Regions from separate parts of the Gossypium arboreum genome. Here region 2 is linked to region 1. A link is a contact called in public Hi-C data. All regions are on one chromosome and are shown on one strand. Each heading gives the region's core, a stretch centred on a gene start, on an enhancer-like site or on the middle of the called end of the contact. The rest is flanking DNA. Distances are from core to core; before and after follow the strand shown.

The links. Hi-C and Micro-C count contacts between places; a contact is called where the count stands out from the background.
Region 2: a contact with region 1 is called in a Hi-C map of leaf, with 4 times the contacts expected there. The contact joins the enhancer-like site here to the promoter of LOC108480160 in region 1. A contact is called at or near these places in 3 of 5 Hi-C or Micro-C datasets (all in leaf).

The regions. Positions count from the first base shown.
Region 1 is chr1:8,331,434-8,337,613 of ASM2569848v2, forward strand. It overlaps LOC108480160 (probable protein phosphatase 2C 4), which reads right to left and starts at 2,813. Exons shown (of 4, transcript XM_017783057.2): 1 at 890-2,813; 2 at 688-801; 3 at 1-124. The coding sequence starts at 2,587.
Region 2 is chr1:8,372,973-8,379,152 of ASM2569848v2, forward strand. No RefSeq gene overlaps it. Among protein-coding and RNA genes, the nearest start is that of LOC108480500, 17 kb to the right of the region's middle. Within about 2 kb of position 2,604, at least 1 of the 2 cell types and tissues checked has an H3K27ac peak or open chromatin away from gene starts, as enhancers often do. A contact at or near this core is called in leaf, where this site is marked.

The DNA.
Region 1 (6,180 bases), core at 1,563-4,062:
GTATCAAAAATCTGTCTTTGGGACCTAATTTGTGGTGGTGGAGAGATGGAACACAAGTGATATATGGAGAAGTTCCTTTGTAATCAATTCTAAACATCTCTAGCAATGCATCATTCCATTTAGGCTGCCACAAGTTGAAACCGAGAACGACCGTCATCAGAAATGGAAAGAATTCGGAAAAAAAAATCAAATTCTAAGTTCCTATATGGTCCACATTGCAGAAAGGGAAAGAAACAATCCTGAGGCACATCGATTTTTTTTTTTTTCAGGAAAAGGGAAAAGAAAAGATCTATTTCTATGTATGCTATTCAATCTACTTGCAGAATATCATCCGGTTCTTCTTTTTGGAAAAGCCATATTCTTTTGGACTGACAGCTTTAACTTGACCAATTTGTAAACAATAGTTCTTAGTACCACATCCTCTCTTTTTTATTTTCTGATGTGTCCCATTTAATAACCATGATTATAACTATAATATACTAATGTTCCACATGTGATTGCTGTTCTCTAAAATGATGCTCCAAAGAATCAACTTTAAACTAGGCCATTTCTGGACAATATTCCTTAAAAAAAGGCAAACCTTTATGCCCAAAAGTTTACCAAACATGTTCATTTTCTCAAAACACAAAGGAACCCAAATCCAATCTGATGTAGTTTGATCATAAAAGTTAGACAACAGAGAGTTACCTGCTTGAGGAAACCAGCCCCGAAAGCTCGAGTGACCTTCAAAGAACCTTTAACTCGGTCGTTCATCAATGCATACGCATCGTCCGGATGTTCATCAATTATTCTTTGAACTTCCTGAGATAAATCAAAATCCATCATTAATGACAAAGAGAGGGAAAAAAAAGGGTATCTAAATCATTTGTTTTTGTGCTGAAATTTTTACCTCTTCAATACTGGTGCTATGATCCACACTAAGCTGAAATGCAGTTAAATCAGGGATTACATTAGATCTATCACCATCAAAACCTTCAAGATCATGCAATGTTTCTTCATTGATCCTCTCCAAATCTTGTCTAGCTTTGCCTAACCAATAATCAGGCTCAGTTTTTTGAGCCAAAACTGCCCTACTATCCCCAACATTCATCACATAAACATCCTCACCTTTCATCAACATAACAAGCACACAAGACCCCATCAAAGCCAGCTCTGGGTTCTCCATCAGCATCTTATCTGCTATATCCAAATAAGACTCCTCTGTTTTCATCAAAGCCTGAGACAAAGCTTTCAATACGTCCCCGTGGTTTATCGCCATCGATCTTGATCCGCCCGACTTGTTTCGACTAAGCTGTTCCTTTAACTTCCTATCAAGTTCTAATCTTTCCCTGTCCCATTCACACTTCCACCTCCTTTGATTCTCTTCCCACCTATTCATCGCTGCGCCTTTGTACTTTTTTGACTTCGAGTTCTTTCCTTTCTTTGATTTCGAGATTGAATTCGAATCAAAATTGGCATCTTCTTGCTCTAAACATCGGGAACAAGCATCATATGAACAACCCTTAGCTGATTCTAGTTCATTGCTCTGTTTTTCATCTTCAGGGGAAGTTGCAGGGGCTTGTTCGAATCCATCATCCCACAATAAACCCTTGAGTTCTTTATGAACATTGGAGTAAAGATTTGATAACAAATAATCAGGAGCATCAGGGCCGTTGAATCCATCATAAATCCCAACGAAAACCCACTCATGTTCCTCCGAAACAACGACATGTACCCGATCTTCGCCGGCTTTCCCCTGTGCCCATTGAAGATTTTGACTTTCCATTGACTCCTCGTCGTCTAAGCTACCTTCGCTGCTCAGATTCAAGCTGCTGACGGTTAAATTCTCGTTGTGATGGGGAATCGGGTTCTTTTCGGACCCGATTATCCATTCGGGTTCTTTAATTGAAACGACACCTTTAATCGGAGCAACGATAGAGTTTTGGCCGCGAGAAACGGTTTTCGAGATTGCTCTTTGGAGGATCCGAATTAAAGACCCTTTTCTCGATCTGGGTTTAAAAGCAAAAGCGCCATGGGAAAAGCTTCTTTGAAACTGATCGGAGAAGCCTTTTTCGAGTGGACCCGAAAATAACCCACGACTGTAATTGTTATTAACATTATCGAGGGGACCCGACATGAACCCTCTCTCGATCGGACCCGACATAAACCCTCTTTCCAAGGGACCCGAACCTGAAACTAGGCTACCGGACATGGGACCGGAAGAATTTATCAAGCTCTTAGGGATCGGCTGCAGCGGGATCGAGGAAAACGATGTGGTGCTCTCGAAAGCCGCCGCCCTATCGAAGCAGCCGTTGCTGTAGCTGACGTACGGGTCCACCAGCGCCGTCGAGAGCGGCGTGTACGTGTTGGCGCTGACGGAGGCGCCGGAGATCGTACGGAAAGTCGTGGTGGATTCCTCGGAATGGACCTTGGACGAAGAGAGTCGGGTTGGGTCGGGTCTGACGTAGCAAAAGGAGTGGCCAAGGCCTTCGTCGAGGGGATCCGATAGCAACATGGAGATTTCCTTCCGACGTCGAGCTTCTTCCCCACCGCCATATCCGCCGCCGCCGGTGAAACACACGCTTAACTTGCCGAAACCGTTACCCATAACCCCCCAAAAGAATTAAAAATAAAAATTCAATATATTTGTGTTCCCTTTTTCTCTCTTTTATTTTGCTCTTAAATTTTCAGGGGGAAAAGAGAAAGAAGATAAGAAGAGGAAGGTGAAGAAGAAAGGCGTTGACTTTTGGCAAGAAGAAAGAGAGAAGCTTTTCAAATTGAAGAAAAAAAAAACACTTTCTTTTGGGTTCCATTTTATTAGTGTTTTTATGCTTTTATTATTTATTTTAACTTTATTAATGTTTTGGGTGAAGTGAGTGGTGGGGGCGTTGACTAAGAAAGGGGTTTATATTATTAGTCGAGTTTCACAAAATTTGAAATATATATGCTTAAAATATGCTGTTAGTCCCTGTACTTTGACATAATTTAACTTTTAGTCCTTATACTTAAAAGTTAAAATTTTAACTCTCTTTTCTGATTTAAAAATTACAATCCACTCATTAACATTGTTAGTATTTCGTCAAAATTTGCATATAATTGACAAATTTTAACAAAAATTACAAGCAACAATAATTATTGGACTATAATGTCGAAATCATCTCGGATAGGAAAGAGCGTAAGATAAAAGCCAAAATCACTAACAAAAAATGGATTAGCAACAAAAGAATCCAATTCTTTTTTTTATTTATTTCCCGATATAAAATAATGAAACTTATTAATAGAATGACTATAAGAAAGATCCATTCATAGGCGATTTTTTCTGCTTCTAGAAATCCTATGCTAACCAGTGTAAGCAAAGAAATTACTAGGTTTCTAATAAATAGTCTAAGTGCTCTCCTCTCTTTACATAGAATTGAATTTTAACTTTTAAGTACAATTATAAAATTTCAAATTTTGGATGAGTACATATACTAATAGCATGTTTTAACCCTTTAATATAAAATAAAATTTTTAAGGTCTAACTATGCTTTTGCTTTCTATACTATTCTCACATTTAGAATTTAGTACTACTTTTAATTTTAAAATTTTAATTTTCTGAAGAAATTTTCATTAAATTGGATTTGTGATGTTTCTAAAAGAAAATTGCTCATGTGACTATTTTAAGTTCTGTGAAAATAATATATAAATTGAAATTAATCTATTTATTAAAACTGTACTTAAAAATCTTACAATCCCCAATCCAAAATTAGAAACCTTTCGATCCCAAATCCAAGATTTAGCATTTTATTTGTGTAATATTAGTTATGAGTTTCAAACGTAATTTTATTAATTAATTTAATGAATAAAACTATACAATTCAAGAAAAAAATAACAAAACATTCATTGTAAATGGTGGAGGACAAGCTCCATCAACATAATAAAGACTTTAGCCTCAGTATAAATAGAACATCATGACACGTTGACAATTGGTTTTGTCACAACTTAAGTACGACATATTTGGAGTGATTACAAGCAGTTAATACAATATAAAAACTAGTCCTGAATAGTTCAAAGCTACGAGCAAAAATCGACAAAAGAGTCGAGTATTTACCAAACTAGAGGGGATGACAATAAAATTATCTATAAAATCACTTGTAAAACTAAGGTTACATGCATAAGTAAGGCTAAAAAACTTGCTACAAGAGCAAACAAACATTTTTAAAACTGAAAACTTATTAAACAATGGAAAAACAAAAAAAAATATAAAACTTAAGACAACACGAGTTCAAATCAACTTATGAAATCATTTGTAATCCTTAAATACTCTCAAAACAGAAACAAATTATGAAGCTAACGAAGAGGCTCCTACTTTCCAAGAAAAACTACTGGTGGTCGGTGGAGTTTTAGCTAACGACAGGCGCTGTCATCTGTTCATCATAATTTGTGAAGATAACAAAGATACTCATAAAATAGATCTGTAAACTGAAAAAAGATAAAATATGTGTATTGAATGAGAAGAAAAAAGAAATGGTTAGTGAGAAGGAGAAAAAGACGGACAATAGACAACTCAAACGCGGACACCACCAAAGACAAAACCATATATAAACAAAGCCGCTTGGGAAACAAAATTAAATGAGAGTTCGAATTTTTAAAATGCTACATAATTTCATATTTAAATTTTTAAAATTACATTATCTTACCTTTGCATAAATTTGGTGGTGTTTAAGGGAAGGTTTATTATTGTAGTTTGAATAGAGTTTGTAAGTTAGAGAGCGTGGATTTCACGCTCTTGGACAAGTTGACAAATATTGTTAAAAGGGTTTTCAATTTTGATGGTACATTAATTGAGAGTGATAGTTTACGGGCTTATTTGTTTTAACAATTTGTAAATTTAAAATTAAATATTATTTTTGTTAATTAGATATATGGTATTAATGAGTGTTTTTAAGTCAAACATTTTGAAACACAAAAATATTACCAATGATTAATGATTTTGCTAACATTTCCTTTCAACTACATCATTTTATTATAATACTTACAGTTTTTTATATTAGCTTGGTATCTTAATTTAATATTTTTAATATAGTATTTATATTATTTTTGTCTACTTTGGCACTCTCTTCATTTATTTATTTTTTGGTGAATAAAAATACGAGATAACTAAATTAAACTAAATGATCAAAAGCACTCAATCTTTCTGAACACTAAACGATCAACGAATTGATTTCTCTCCCTAGGGACATACGTAAGCACCTAATGTTCCTTGCACTGTAACATCTATTGAATTCGTCGAAGCAAAGCTGAATTCGATGTCCCCAAGCAGCCATCGTGCAAATATATTCTTCTCTATAACATCTTTTTTGTCTCAAATTTTAGTACAATTAATTATGTTCTTCAGTCAAATATAAATAATAAAATTTAATTAAGATACTATATCAATAAAACCTTTAATTTTTATACTAAATATATTAATAATTGTATTAGAAAAACATTTTAATAAATGAAATTATATTTGTAAACTTGTTTAAATCTCAACAATTAATATTCTTAATATATTATGATTTTAAATTTTAAAATCTAAAAAGAATCAAATCGATCTAAACCTCAAATGTTGTTATAGGTGACTCAAATGACATTATAAGTGTATAACAATCACGTTTCAAGAACATCTAAAATTTTAATAGACAAATGAGACTATTATAGAAATAATTAGTTGGTACTATGTAATTTTAATTGTCATAACTTTTTAAATGCAATTTCAAACATATTATAGAGAATTAAATATTTTCATCATTTAAAAAAAATTGCTTTGGGTTGTCACTAAATAAAATTTTATTTTTGATAACAAGATGTACAAGCTTCAATTACAAGCTAACAGTAGTATCTGGGTTGGATGGCATAACTTGTCTGTTTGTTCGCAACTGATCATCTACTTGTGGATGGGGAACATGAAATATTCTCGTGCCTATAAGAAAACCTTTCATCAATCTAGTTAAAATATCAGCAGCCAAATTCGCCTCTCTAGATACTTGCTTAAAGAGCACTATCCATTCATGCTTGCATAGTTGTTGGATTTGCACAATCAAATCTCTATTAGAATATCCTCTAAAATCTTCGTGAACACCTTTGATAGCTAAAACACTATTTGTCTCGGTAATAATATTTGCCCATTTAACTTCCCAAGCTAATTGGAGGCTATCATAAATGGCTCAAAGCTCAGCT
Region 2 (6,180 bases), core at 1,354-3,853, 41 kb after region 1:
TTTTCGTAAAAAGGGTGTTAGATACCTAACACAAACATCTGAAAATACCTAATTTAACCTGTCTTATCTGAATCCTGTTTTTTTATCTTATCAATGCTTTAACTTTCAACTCTTCACAACAAAACTAAAAACCCATTTTTTTTCCTTTGCATATTTTACAGTGAAAATATCGAATCATCACATGAAATTGGTAAATTTTTTTTATAAAAAAGAATGTTACCCCCCCCCTTTTTGACTTCTAAAAATTCTACCTTTCTGCTTGTGGTTTCAAACTGGACAAGCAAAAAGGGAATTCAAACACGTTCATGATATTTAATATTTAATATTTGGTTCAAACTACATCAAGAATGGTTTTTTTTTTTTTTTTTTTTGTGAAAGTTGTTAGGAATTTAATAAATTGTTGTTAAATTAGTTCAAACTTTATATGAAGGTAATGTTTTTCCAATATTTTTCATTCAAAATATTCAAATTTAAAATTTTAATTAAAAATATTAAATTTTTTATCATTTTAACTCGGCTTAGGAGTTGTAGCTTAATTTACAAGGAATTGGTGAAGGTTTTAAGAAAGCAAAAAAGAGAATGCTAGCCATTGAGTAAACACACTATCCAGAGAGAGTTTGACTGGAAATTAAAATCAATTAATGACAAATTGGGGGAGGCATGAGCCACCATGGTCATTGTCATCAGCTATCAAGATCACCACCATCAGTCCCCACTAATTAACATATTCTCACTATCTTTTACATATTACTAATATTTTAAAATTTTAGATTAAATTGAAATTTGAAATAATTTAATCTGTGAATCTAGATATGATTTTAATGAAAATGTGATTTTAAAATGACTTTAAAATTTAAAGAACAATAAATTCAAAATCGATACATAGGTCTAATTCAATATCAAAACTTTCTCAATATTCTCTTTCTTTTCATCTCTTTGTCTAAAACTATTTACAATATATATCAACTTCTTCATTTAATGATAAGAATTTCAATGAAAAAATCATTAAGATACTCAAATATATTTGATTCAAATTGTCCAAATGAGCACTTCTTTTATAGTGAACGACAAAATAAAAAATATTACATCAAAAAGATTAAAATTGATTATAAATATTGAGATTCAAATACTAAACTCAAATGAAATAATAGAATTAAACTCTAAGTTTTTGATTTGAATCGATCTCCTCAGATTATCTACGATTTTGTTTTATCCAATTTTTATGTGATATATATATATATAGAGAGAGAGAAAGAGAGTTCGTTAAATTCTTCTATCAATTACATGTTGAATTGCAATTGACTTAGCAATTAAAAAGTTTTGCATAGCAATGGCTTGTAATGAAACATAGGTAGGCTCAACCTCCGAAGTTTTAAAATCTTATCCACCAGGTCAAGTGGATCAGACTTTATTTGTAAGTTGGAAAGCCAAATGATCATGATCTGCAATAAACGTATTATCATCTTCACCAAAATGATGCATGAACATACTTATCAGTGCAGGACTAAAGGTGAACAAGTGTCCACGCACATAAGTTTGCATACAATGGACACCATTCTTGTCTATAATGGAATATCAAAGATTGAATAGAATTCAAGTACCAAATTCTTCACATAAGTTTTGGCATAGGATACAGAAAGCATGAGATCGTTTTGCTCCAGAAAATGTGAATACCATTCTCTATAAACTCATCTTTTTGGATATTTCTTTCATTGATAAAACTTTTCTCATCCATAATCTTCATCTCTTTTTTTTTTGCACATGAGTGTGAGTAAGAAATTGAGGTGTCCTCTATTTAAGATTAGGTTTAGTAACTTCAATAGCTTTATTCAAGATTTTTAGGGTTCTTCTGGATGAGAGGTGCGTTTACCTATATTTATCTTGACTGTTTTACTACGAATTGGCTATTGACACATTACCTTCATCATTAAAATCTTCAATAACAAGGTTTTTTTCCTTCACAATGAACAAATAAGTGCTTTCAATCTCATATAAATAATAAAATAAAGAAATATTTGTTAAATATTGCCGTTAATGTGAACTTTAATCTCTTTGAATTATGCTGATCAAATAAATTTTCACAAAAAATCAAATATGAAAAATTATACGAATAAGACTTCTTTTAAAAAAGTCTTCAAAAGAATCTTAATTTAATTTACTTTCTTCGTGATCCTAACTATTAAATTGTTAAAAAATATTGTCAAAGTAATTAAAGAATTTTTTGATAAAAGAATGTGAAACATATATCGCAAATTAGACGGCAACCTAAGTGAAAAACGAATTACAACAGACGTTGCATCCAAAACGTGCCATTGACACAACCAATATCCTTTATATTTCTTAAAGCCTAGTAAACATGATTTTTTTAAGCCAATAAATTACTGATTAAAGTCACAACTAACATGAATTAAAATCAATTTTAAAATTGACATAAAATTCAAATTTAGATTTTTTTTTTTTTAAAAAAAATGATTGTAAGCCAAAATCTTTACAAAAAAAAGATAATAAAGAAAGGGAACAATTTTTTAAAGGAATTGATGAGAAAGGGAAGCACGCGACCACTCAAGTGACATCTTGTCCGTGTCTGCCTAATCTAATCTTAGCCTTAGCTCTCTCAACTCCAACCACATGCGCCCATGGGGTAACATCTTGTCTTATGTGTCTCACCACTATTATTATTATTATTATTAAACTTTCCATATTCGACAGATGGATTAAACTTTCAATAAATTCGAAATTGGATTAGATTAAATTTAGAAAATTTTTTAGGGTGGTTGAAATTAAATTATAGTTTTGATGATAGTAAAATATAATTTTATCATTTAATAACTTATTTTTTATAATTTTAAAAATTTAAATTAATTTTTATTATTTTAAGGAGACAAAGTACAATTTTACTTTTATTAATTTAAAATTTTAAAAATTAAAAAATTGACAATTGAACTGATTTATTATTATTTTCATAATTTTATTAAAAATAATTACTATTAAATTGACAATGAAAATGAATTTATAATTTAAAATACTACTTGCCATTCAATCCAAGAGCCATATATAGGTCTTGACTTACTATTTTCAAATCAAATGGAGAAAGTTTATTTTTGTTATTTGGCTTTTGCAATTAGTTTAATGTTATGGGTGTTTTGAAGTTGTCAACATTGCTGAATTTCAACAATAACTCGATTGCTTTGACATTTTGGTTATCTCAAATGTTTCACTTTTATTCAACTTTCTTCTATTCTATTCTAGAAAATAGTATATACCATACTAGTTAAATACCAACATCTTGGAATTTTTAAATAAATAAAAAATTGACCCAAAATTTTTTTCTTTCCTTATGACCAATTCATTTTACTCATAAATTCAAATTAAATTGACCATGGGAACAAGTTATCTCCTTGTTTTAGGGTTTTCTTGGTGATCTATTATTATATTTGAAAAAAGTATGGTATTGACTTGAAATGAATGTTCAAAGTTGACACAACCCCCTTTGATTGAACCCAAATGAAAGCCCATTGGGTTGTAATTGTATTAAAATGGGTAATCATAATTGGACCATCGAAAGAGAACAAAAGATTTGAGTTGTAATTGTAATATGGGTAATCATTGTTGGACCATCAAAAAGGAGGGAAATTGTCTAATCCATCAATACAGATTCTATAGAGGTAATGAGATAATCCATGTTGCTTAAGATCAATTAAAAATATTGATTGCAAAATATAAATCTCAAAATAAAAATTCAGCTTTCATTTAATGTAAAATGTAATATGTGATTGTGGATTCAGTTTTAATTCGATTAGTATGGCCATTGTTGTTAATGCATGAAGATGTGGGTTTGAGCGCGCTGAAATATATTATTCTCCTATTTATGAGTTGAGGATGAACTATAGGTAGTTTTACGTATTATGATAAAAAGAGTAGATATAATCAAAACCTATAATAAAATTATTCAAAAAATTGTAATACGTGATTTTAACAAAATTATTTTAAATAGTTCAAAAGCGCTTTTGACTGTTAAAACAATTTTAATCACATTGATGCTTTTATAATTAAAAAACCTAATTTTAATGGGAATAATGGTAAAAGAAAAAAAACTTATTTATTAAGATTAATATTTGCTATACTAATGGTGTATCTTTTATTCCACAAAATTGTCATGTGTCTCTTTTTAAAATATTTATTTTCTTTAATATTTTACTATATCCTATAAGACACTTGGCAACCCTCTCAATCTACTTGTGAAATCTAAAAACTCCACTAACAGTGTACCAAATATTATTCTTATTTATTAATCTATTTTATATACATTAATGTATTTATTTAAAATTATAAATATCAAATATTTATTTTTTGTAATATTTATGTTCTTTTTCTTTTTGAAATTTATTTTAAATATATAGCACTATATATTCAAGTTGTAAGATTTATAATTTGTATGCATTTTTTTTTTTACAACGAAGATCCAAACTTAGGTTATTCTTAAGGAAGGTGAACATCTGACTAATGGGCCATAACTTAAGTGTCAATTTGTATGTGATTTTAATATCTAAAATATGGTATGTATATTCAAATTAAAATTTAAAAATAATTTATTTTAATTATTTTTTTATACAATGTCTAGAACTATCCATAACTCATTCCCAAAACTTAAATATGAGGATAAAACATACTTAAACACACTCGAACTCCCATCCTCCTACATTGGTAATAATAACAATGTCAACTAAGCTAAAACTTATTGAATATTAATTAAATTTACTTATTATTTACTATATAACATCATGTCTAAAATAAATTTTTAAACTTTTAAAAGTAGTTTTAACATTAGCTCAACATTTGAAATAAAAAGTAAAAATACACTTTTCACAACAATTTAAAAAAATCATTTTTTCTAAATTAAATTTTACAAAAGCATTTTTCAAGAACAACAGTAATACTAAACTAGGTCACATTTACTTATTACATACACAAATAATTACACTGATCAAACGTAAAAATAATTAGATTTATTTATTTTTAAATATGTGTGATTGAATCAAAATTAAAATTTGTTTTATCAAATGTTTATTTTCATAAATACAGAGAGCATTACATCAAACAATAACCAACATCTAATACAAAAAAAGACCACTAAAGTTGCATATTCAACTACATAGCAAGAGAAAAGTAGTTGAGGACTTCGAACCCATACAAGTCAAAGCTCCAAAAAGGCGCATAAAACTTCTATCATTTTATGAAGGACAATGGGCCTCCATTGCTCAAATCAAGTCTCCTACTAATGATTTGGAGCAAAGGACTTTGGCACACTTAACCATTATTAGATGAACAACAAATCAAGATAAAAGGCTTAAATATGGAAGAGTTAAAAAAAGAAGAAGAAAATGAAGAAATTGTAAAAATGATGAATCGACATAATTGATAAGCATTGCTAGCCTCTATGTTTGCCATGTTGAGTTACATCAACAACATTGATGAAATCTACCATTGAACATCACAAAATCAATAAAAATATAGGCTCTGATACCATATAACATGAATTACAAATCGAAATTAAAGGTTGAAATATGAAAGCGTTTAAAGAAAAAAACAAAGGAAGAAAATGAAGGAACAGTAAAAATGATGAAACTGCAAAATTGATACATTGATCTAAAATAAGGAGTACAAAGTCAACTAACTAACCACCTTTAGCAACAGACTGAAAACAATTCATGACTAATTTCAGAATCAAGTCAATTAGTCAAACTTATAGTTAACTCTAATAATCATCAAGGTAAACATAACCTAAATGCAAAAAGTCTCTATTCAAATCATTATCGTCGTGACAGTGAAAAATGAGTACCCGAGCACTCAAACAACATCACAAAGGACCGAAAAGATTGAGTTGCCATGGGTTGAAAAGATCACATGTCATCATCATGTGAGGCCAAATAAAGGCCAAAAAACTTATTATTTCAAAAGATCATGTCTTGTCTTGCCAAAATAAATAACCAATTGCTAGTAAAAAAGAAGCTCTAGAGCATAACCAATGATATGGGTGACAAATGACTACTCAACGATAAAACCACCGGCTACCATTAACAATCTAAAAATCATGTGAGGCCAAATAAAGGCAAAAAAACTTATTATTTTAAAAGATCTTGTCTTGTCTTGCCAAAAAAAAAAAAAAACAATTGCTAGCAA